Linked DNA regions of Mus musculus: regions 2 and 3 are each linked to region 1. A link is a contact called in public promoter capture Hi-C data. All regions are on one chromosome and are shown on one strand. Each heading gives the region's core, a stretch centred on a gene start, on an enhancer-like site or on the middle of the called end of the contact. The rest is flanking DNA. Distances are from core to core; before and after follow the strand shown.

Evidence for each region. Promoter capture Hi-C pulls out the DNA fragments that hold promoters and counts their contacts.
Region 2: a promoter capture Hi-C map of embryonic stem cells shows a contact between it and region 1, with 3 times the contacts expected there. The contact joins the promoter of Camta1 here to the promoter of Errfi1 in region 1. A contact is called at or near these places in 2 of 39 promoter capture datasets (embryonic stem cells and hippocampal neurons).
Region 3: a contact with region 1 is called in a promoter capture Hi-C map of hippocampal neurons, with 3 times the contacts expected there. The contact joins the promoter of Thap3 here to the promoter of Errfi1 in region 1. A contact is called at or near these places in 3 of 39 promoter capture datasets (hippocampal neurons, liver and pre-B cells), 1 of 484 Hi-C or Micro-C datasets (embryonic stem cells) and 1 of 115 datasets of contacts at active chromatin or transcription factors (pancreatic cancer cells).

The regions. Positions count from the first base shown.
Region 1 is chr4:150,853,757-150,856,985 of GRCm38.p6, forward strand. It overlaps Errfi1 (ERBB receptor feedback inhibitor 1), which reads left to right and starts at 1,314. Exons shown (of 4, transcript NM_133753.2): 1 at 1,314-1,515. It overlaps 1700045H11Rik (RIKEN cDNA 1700045H11 gene), which reads right to left and starts at 1,193. Exons shown (of 4, transcript NR_040649.1): 1 at 1,070-1,193.
Region 2 is chr4:151,860,408-151,863,188 of GRCm38.p6, forward strand. It overlaps Camta1 (calmodulin binding transcription activator 1), which reads right to left and starts at 1,361. Exons shown (of 24, transcript NM_001081557.3): 1 at 1,218-1,361. The coding sequence starts at 1,262. The region is part of intron 2 of Gm42357 (a long non-coding RNA gene); the gene reads left to right. 9230110K08Rik (a long non-coding RNA gene) reads left to right here and starts at 1,337. Exons shown (of 2, transcript XR_390981.3): 1 at 1,337-2,450; 2 at 2,757-2,781.
Region 3 is chr4:151,987,522-151,990,350 of GRCm38.p6, forward strand. Thap3 (THAP domain containing, apoptosis associated protein 3) reads right to left here and starts at 1,465. Exons shown (of 4, transcript NM_175152.4): 1 at 1,362-1,465. The coding sequence starts at 1,435. Phf13 (PHD finger protein 13) reads right to left here. Exons shown (of 4, transcript NM_172705.2): 4 at 2,110-2,829.

The sequences.
Region 1 (3,229 bases), core at 64-2,563:
TAGGTGGTGCTAAGCCTATAACTATCAGGCATTCTTGCTGCAGTGCAGGAAGGGCTCTGTGTGCGGACCACAGAGGTCAGCCATAGGTCTGCGCTCTCTACTCTGTGGAGTGCCATTAAGAGGAATTTGTACTAGTCCAAACTGGAGGGCTTCTGTCTGTTTGCCTTTTTTCTTGAACTACTCTGGTTTATCATTGTATTATTTATTTTACGGTTAAACTATAAACCTAAGTTGCATCACCGGATTTCTGCCCCACGAACCCTCCTCCCTGTAGACTTGATGGCGTTTTGTCCTTGGGCATCAGCGGCCACCCTGGGGCCAAAAGACATGGAGAACAGCACTTTGACAGGTAAGCCAAGAGGGCTGGGGGCAGGTTTGGGGGAGGTGCCCGGGATCAGCCTAGCCTTGCTGGAGGCCAAGCCAAGTACAGAGGAGCCTGGAGTGAGGCCTCCCTGATCCTGCCCACACAGCATGGCCCACTGCCCAGTCCCCTTTGTCCTTCACCTTTCTGCGCTGCCCCTCACCTTTCCATTCTGTCCCTTCCTTTCCCACACCGTCCCTTAACTACCTAGATCAATTAGTGAGGTTCTCTATAAGTCCCGCAGTGCCTCACACTGCTCCTCACTGCCCCTCCATCCCTTATTGTCCTTAGCCAGACACTCCCTGCCCCTTCCTGTCTTCAGACGCATTTTGTCCCTTACTGCCCCTCAGTCCGCTGCCCTCTTTCCCAGAGACCACTTTCTTCATGGTCATCCATCCCTGGTTGTAGCGCCCTTCATCTCTCTCGCATCATCACAGCAGTCCCTCGTTGTTCCTCACCGTCCCCCTCCGTTCTTCATCACTCTCCTCGCCATCCCTCGACCATCCCTCGATATACATACATACATACATACATACATACATACATACATACATACATACATACATACACACACACACACATATATACACCTCGGGGTGCCCCTCTCCTCTCCAATCCCCATTTTCTCCCGCTCCCTGAGTTTCTTGGATCCAAGTGCATCTCAGCGTCACTTCCCTCCCCGGGGATGGAAACAGGGCCGCTCACAACCTTCTAAGGAAAACTCGGTGTCCTTAGGCTAGGCAGCTCGCACAGAGGCGGCCCAAATAGAAACGTCCCCTCAGGAGACGAGGCTGCTAGCGCCGCCCGGCGGGCCCCACGCAAACTCTTCGGTAGCGGCATCGCCCCTTTAAGCGTCCGCCCGCCCGGATTGGCTGCGTGAAGGAGGCGGGGCTGCGGGCGTTGACGTCACGTTGTCGCTCACCGTATAAATACGGGCGTCGGCTGCGCCGGCGTCGGCGGCCGAGTGCGAGGCGCGGAGCGTGAGCTGTGCGAGCGAGCGAGCGCGAGCATAGCCTGCGAGCGAGCAGAGAGAAAGAGCGAGGGCAAGAGAGCGGCGAGGCGCCTGCGCGATGCTCGGGCCCCTAAGCCCGCGGCGCTGAGCCAGCCGGGACGGACATGCGCGGGAGGGCGCCGCGGGGTCCCGCTCCCTTGGGGTAAGGGGCCTGGCGGGCGTCGGGAGACGTGGGGCCGGGGCGCGGAGGGCGGGCGGACGGGCGGTGGGCTGGAGCCGGAGCCTCCGGCACTCCGCTTCCCGGGATGGGCCGGGGTGCGTGAGGAGCGGCGGGCCGCGGGCGCCCTCGGCTTCTCGCCGGGGCCATGCACCGGCGCGCACACGACACGTCTCCACAGCCTGGGGCTCCGGAGCGGCGGCTCCACGGTCTTCCCGGTGCAGCTGCGGCCCAGGGATGCGGTGGAACTGCTGCGGCCCCCTCCATCTTCCCTCTCACCCCGCGCACCCGTCGGTCCGGCCCGGAAAGCTTCTGCGAGAAGCTGTCGCGGGTGGGCTCGGAGATTGCTAGTCCCTGGTTGGTACCAGTCTTGAGTCTCGGTGAGACTCGGCGACGAAGGTCATTCCCCTTTAAAAAAAAATATTTGTTTTAATTCATCCGAGTTGTTCCGTGGCCTTTTCCTCTCCAGAAACATGATTCTTTGCCTTAAATGACTTATATATTAAAGGAGTGAAAATGCAGACAGAACTGTTCAAACGCCAAGGCTCCTTGGCAGTATCCTGTTTTTATACGTATATCCTATCTTTGTTCAAATTAATCGTGATTGGTGGTGCTGGATGGGTGCTTCCTCAGTCTTTATTAGGATTTCATCATTGCTTGAAAGAAACCAGTCTCCTACCTGATAAAAATGTGAATAGATTGTTAGTCATAAACTTAAGTGTAGTAAGAATAGAGACTGTAGCTTTAAAAGAGATGTGACGGGAGGTACACCTGTAGCACAGGTAGGGCAGGACTGGTTTCCAGGCAACTGTCAGGGGTGAAGAAAGGTGAGGTATAAATTGCCTTTTTTTTTTTTTTCATCCTGGAAAAAAAAAGAAAAAAGAAAAGTTCTACAGTTTTACACTTCCTTAAGTCTATACAGGTATAGTGAATATGCATCTATTAAGACTGGGACATTTTTGAGTTCACTGTGGTGGCTCTTGCCTTTAAATTTTTTTTTTTCTTGAAACATGGAGATTTTAAGAGAGATTTTACCAAAATAGAGACCAAAGATAATCTAAATACCTTTATCAGTAAAAGAGCAAATTTTGTAAGGAATAAGCTGGTTTCGTACTAACCTGTCAACTCTGGCGGATATTATCAGGTTTGAGAGGAAATACATGAAGATGTTTAAAAAGGCTGGGCACTCTGTCATGGCCTTCACTCCCTCTCCTGTGCACTGGTGGACATTTGCTGATCAGTGGTAAAAATCTCAAACTGTAAATCTGTATCTTGGCAAATAAATCAGATGGTAAACTCCTTAAGGGCTGGAAAATGCCCTGAACAGCTCTTATTTTACACAGCCTTGAATATAGTTCATGTTGATTAAATACATGCAGGAAAGCATGGTTTACATTTTAAGGCTTAACAGGATTGGTCCAAGAACTGATAAGGTTTGGAAAGAAAATCTGTTGTTCCTTGTTAATAGCTGCTATGAAATGTCTGGATTTCTCATATTTTTGAGAGGTAGAATTATTGTTTTTTAATGAGTTGGATTTCCTACTTTGGGTTCATAGTAGATACTGGTGAGCCTTTTGTATGACTTAATTATGTCGTAGTCTCTAGGTGTTTTATGTTTTATGAAACTGAGTCTTTATTGCCACTTCTCCAAAGCTGTACTAGATGAATACTGCCTTTCAGCTCATACTAATAGTAGCTT
Region 2 (2,781 bases), core at 111-2,610, 1.0 Mb after region 1:
AGGGTGCCCCCTAAGATCCAAGAGTGAACGGGAAGCAATAGATCCTTCTTTTCCTGCAAGAAACAAGTACTGAGGTCCCTTACACTCAAGTGGTAGGCACATCGGAAGTCCTGCCTGCCCTACATCTTACTGGGGCGCCCACCCTGGCCCAGACAGGGAACTCCAAGGAGAGAGGCAGACAGCTAGGGAGAGGAGCATTGGAGCGTCCGGTTTTCCCAACAAGAAAGAGGGCAACTCGAAGGGTGTTCAGGAAATGAGCTCACCCTAACCCAGGAAAGTGTACGGAAAGAGTACAGATCTGGAAGAAGTGTCTGCCTGCCTATTTAGAAATGACTTCAGAGCTGCACAGGGCCCCACAAGCCACTGGGTGAGCTAAGAAGGAAGAACATGGGTAGCCCCGAGTCCCCTTGTCCTGGCCAAAAAAAAAAAAAAAGATTAACCCAGCGTGCAGAGGCTCCGCGGCCCCACGAGAGTCCCCTCAAAAAGGGGACAGGCTGACACGGAACCCTCAGTGCTCGGAGAGGATCGGGGTCACGGAAGGTAAAGGGCATGGCAGTGTGGAGACCCCACCCTCCCGGTAGTGAGGGTGCAAGGGCAAGTGTGGAAGAGCATGCTGTGAGGGGCGGGGAGGCCGCGCGAGGACCCCGGCCCTGCTGGGGGAGGGGTCGCCCGGGGCCTCGGCCGAGGGGCGCTCGGCACGAGGGGGGCCCCCTGGCGGGGACCCGCGCGGGGACACCCCCCACGCCGGCGCTAGGAGGCGCCGCGCGGCCCGAGGGGGGCTGTGGAGGGGAACGTCCGGCCCTGACGCCGCTACGGCCGCCGGCACCGGTGCCCGCGAGCCCCCGCGGCCCGGGAAACTTTCCGCCCCGCGGCCCCCTGACACCCCGACCGACACGGCGGGGATGCCCCGGGCCGGGTGCGGGAGGCGTCGCGGCTTCTCCTCCTCCTCGCTGGGCCCGGCCCCCGCCCCGCGCGCCCCCCGCCCCGGCCTGCCGCCCCCGGGGCTGGGTGCGGGGCGCCCCGCTCGGCCGGCCCGCGAGTCACCTCAGGACTCGGCCGCGCTCCGCCCCCCCCACCCCGCCGGCGCCCTCCCCGCGCCCGCCGCGCCCCCGCGCTCGCGCCCCGCGCCGCCGATGCCCGGGATGTCCGGCGCGGCCCCGGGCTCGCCGTGTCGCCGCCACCCTGACAGCCCCGGGCCCTCACGCTCCGGCTCTCACCTTCCGGCTTGTTTTCGGCAGCCATTTCCCCTCCGCGCGCCACATCCTCCTCCTCCTCGCGACCGGGACCCCGAGCGCGCGCCTCGTACCGCCGCCGCCGCCGGCCCAGCCACCCCGCCGCCGCCGCGCACCCGCCCTGGCCCCGCCCCGCGGCCCACGCACAGCGCCCACTGGTTGGTGCGTCTGCCAGTCACGGCTCCCGCGACCAATCGGACCGCACCAGGGGTCTCACTACTCTCCGGGAGGAGCGTCCTATCCACCCTGTCCATTGGCTGATCACCACCGCACCGACTAAAGTGATTGGCCTGGAATCAACGCCCCCTCCCCACCCACTCCCGGGAAAACCCGCCCTCCAGACCTAAACAAAGCTTCCTAGTGGACAGAGGTCGAAAGGATGGCCCAATCAGGATGAGGCTGACACGGAATATTTCCTCGAGGCCGAGACGTGGTGTTTTGATTGGACGTCACTACAGTGTTTCCCAAGCCGTCCAGACCAATCAAAGGGGGTTCCCGGAACTCGGGAACGGCTGTGGGAAGCCCCGCCCCCCAGCGTGACCGTCATGAGGAAGGCGCTCGCTCATTGGTGTGCTGGGGCTTTTCCCGCGTGCTCCGGGAGCTGAAGGACGTTCCCGGGGAAGCCGCTGCTGGCGCGTGGGGGTCCCGGTGTCTTCGGAGGACACGCTGGGATCTCCGGGATCCCGCAGCCTGCGGCGCTGGCGGGGGGCGGCCCTGCCGGAGGGATACGTAAGGCACCGAGGCGTGCCGGTTCACAGCGTTCCCGAACCGTTTAGCCGAGAGTCGGGGCGTCGCTGCCCGACACGGGGGAGGGGCGCACCTCCCGGCAGACCACGCCCCTCGGCCAAATCCCGCCCCTTCCTGGCCTCAGCCCCGCCCCCTCGGCCGGCGCAGCGTCCCCGCGGCCACCCTACGCTCCCGCCTGCCTTGCGCTCCTCTGTCCCCTTTTCTAGCGGCTTAAAATACTGAAACTTTATTTTGGTCACGTTGCCCATGTGACCGGCGGAGCCGATGAGTCATAGGTGCCTGTCCCAGGCTGCAGCCGCGGATCTAGGGCTCGGAACGCTCGACCTCGGCTAGCCTAGCCAATCCCTCCCGGGCTCCCGGCGCTTCGGTCGGGTTCCAGCCGCAGCTCCGCGCAGCTCTCCTGCCTGTAGGTCCACACCGGAGAGATTCGCACGCCCTGCAGACACAAGCCCGGGCCAGAAGAGCTGCAAAGTACTGCGCCTTCTCGAGAGAAATCAGGGGCTCTGAACGTGGCCAGAAAATAGAGGAAAGGATGGAAGGAGAGAGGGAGGGGAAGGGCAGAGTGCAGGAATTCCGCACATAGAAAAATAAAAGGGAAGGAGAAGAGGGAGGGCAAACACCATGCAGGGATTCTGCAGGTGCACTGAAGGGAAGCGGGAGGGAAGGAAGGAGAATGCACTTTAATGAAAAGCAGCTGAGCTCCAGATCCTCTCTGTAAACTTGCACTGTTTGATTCCTCAACATTTTTTTCTCTCTCTCTCCGTTTGCTACTAGCAGAAACACTGAAAAGTCGATCGAGTGT
Region 3 (2,829 bases), core at 215-2,714, 1.1 Mb after region 1:
GATTTCTGAGTTCGAGGCCAGCCTGGTCTACAGAGTGAGTTCCAGGACAGCCAGGGCTACACAGAGAAACCCTGTCTCGAAAAAACAAAACCAAAAAAAAAGTCAAGGTGTGTAGAGCACCTGCCTACCCACTACTCTGGAAGGCCTGAGCTCCATCTCCAACACAAAGTAAAATATAAAAGTCTCCCAGACAGGATGCCAGCATGCATTAAGGGAGGGGGTGTTTTTTTTTTTTTTTTTTTTTTTTGAGTGTTCAAAGCCAGTTTTGGGTACATAGCTCTATTCACTGACTTCAGTCAGAACTACAGAAAAGGGCCTGGTCTCAATGGAGGAGGTGGCTATTAAAATAGATAAGACACCTGGCAAAATCCCTGTGGCCCCACAAAACAGGAAAGAAACTGTCCTCTGACCATCCATCCCATGGGAGACATGGCAAGAGGGTGGAGGATTCTTCTACACACAAATGAATTTAACTTAAAAACAAAGAATGAGAGCGGGCAGAGGTGAGTGTTCCCCCGAGTTTCTGGCAACTCAGATACCTGATAACTACCCATGCAGCCACCCGGAGGCCCTTCCATGCAGAGCACACATCCTGGCTCGTGGTCAATGGAATACTATGCAGAATAGTGCTTGTGGGGCAAGGATGACTCTCGCAGGGCCCGGAAGGAAGAGAGAGAGAGATTCCATTTCTTAAGGTTCAAACCTCGCCACAGCCACGCAGCCCACATGCAAGCTATCCCTGTGGGCTGGTGGGAGAAAAGACTGTAAGTGGATGCCAGCGGAGACGTCTGTGGGCTGCCAACTGATGTGTGTATTTTTCTATGGTTGCTACTCTTCAGCAGAAACATTCAAAGTGTACAGGGTGCGGGCTGCCAGGAACTGAGCCCTGAAGGCACAGACATCGCTCGAAGCCGGAGCAGTTGAAGGGTGCTTCCCTAGAAAGGGCTCAGCACGAGTCTTGCTGGGGAAAAGGGGTCCCAGGGCTGCAGAACCGGGGATCTCCCACCTTCCCACAGCCGAAATCCCTGCCATGAGGCCCGGCCATCCTGGGAGCACTCATTCCTCCAGGCCTCCCGCGAGGTGACGCAGGCGCAAGGGGCCAGAGCAGGGACACGGCCAGGTGCCACTCACGCCCATCTAGTTTGCACTGAGCACCTACTGCTTCCAGGCGAGGAGGGGGCGGCGGGGTCAGGCTGTGAGGCCGCGCGCAGGAGCATCGCCCGCGCCCGGCCCGGCCCCTCTACGCAGTCCCGGTCCACCTCGCCTGCAAACCCTGGCCTGGGCCTCCCGGAGCTCCCGCCCAGTGCACCGAGACCCGCGAGCGTTCCGTAGGGTCGGGTCCCGGCTTCCCCATCCCTCACCGGTGGAAGGTGAGCTGCTTCCTGCGGCTGCTGTAGCGGTTGCAGCATTGCCGGGCCGCGCAAGACTTCGGCATCTCGGAGATGGGCCCACTGCCCCTAAAAAAGATGGCGGCTCGGCGGCCTCGGGGGGCGGAGCCTGAGGGGCGGGGTCCGCAGGCTCGGGGCGCCAGAGCAGGACTTGCTCTGCTCCCTAAAGAAGTTAGAGCTGAGGAATACCTCCTACAACTTGTGCCCAAGTAAACAACTTTGGAAACCTGGACTAAAAAAGCGTCGACTCCTAACTCAGCTAAGTTTCTGGCTTGCAGGGCTGGGTTTGTCCGTTACAGACAGGTACAGAGCCTGCCTGGCCTTGAACTCACACTTCATTCATCTCAGCTTCAGACAAGGTTTGGATCCCAAGGGAGGTACCCAGCTGGTCACTATACAGACAGAAGATGCCTAGCACTGGACTCACCTCACCAGTCCGAACTTCAAAGGGCCCTAATGGCTGTGGCTTTGAAAGCTCAGACAAGTGCGGGGTAGAGGGTAGGGGTGGCCGGCACACCTGAACAGACAAGTGTGACAGGAATTGAGGGAAAGGGAAGCCTTTCAAAAGTGCACACTGGGTTTGAGAGCTAACTGGATAAGTGGAGCAGGGGTCATGGTCCCTTTTCATCATCAGTTCAGCTCTGCCAGATCCGCCATCTGACAAGCAACTGGGGAGACCCACAGCCTTTTTCAGCACAGGACACCTAAGGAGGCACAGACCTCAAAGTAGCAATATCTTTATTTACAAAATATACAGTTTCACAGAAACAGCTTGCTTTATACACATAAACTTTATAATTACACAGAACATGTAAACGATGTTGTGTCTGGCCTGGCCAAAGCCCACGGGAAGGGTCTACTTGGGGCTGACCCTTCCCTCCCAGCATTAGCCATCAACCAGGAGCCCAGAGAGGCTCACGCCCAGTTTGCATAAACAAGCTGATTGCAGCTGCCCAGCTCAACCTACCCCCAAACCAAGGTGTCCAAATTCTGACACCACCCACAGGGAAAGATCCCCTTAAAAACAAAGCAAGCAAACACAAACAGATGTCAAATGTATTCCAGAGGCATTGATCTCTGAGCACATGTAATAATGGCCAGCTCCACTGTTCCACAACAAAACCACACATATTCTTAAATGCACTTAAAAAGAAAAAAAAACTACTGCAACTTTGGTTATTCTCAGGGTGAAGACACTGGACAACAACTGTCATGGGGCAGGTCTTTGGCAAATTCCTCTAACTTGTCCTGGGTATTTGTCCCATCAGAGCCACACAATAGCCTGGGGGCAAGACTGTTTCTATCACAGCTTCTCTTTAGAAGAGCTCTCCCCTTGAGGTCTGCACAATCTACAGAGCTCAGCAGTACTTCTACTTTAATATGAGCAACAGGATTTAAAAAAAGAAAGAAAGTTAAACTGGGTGAGTGAGAAAGATGCTAT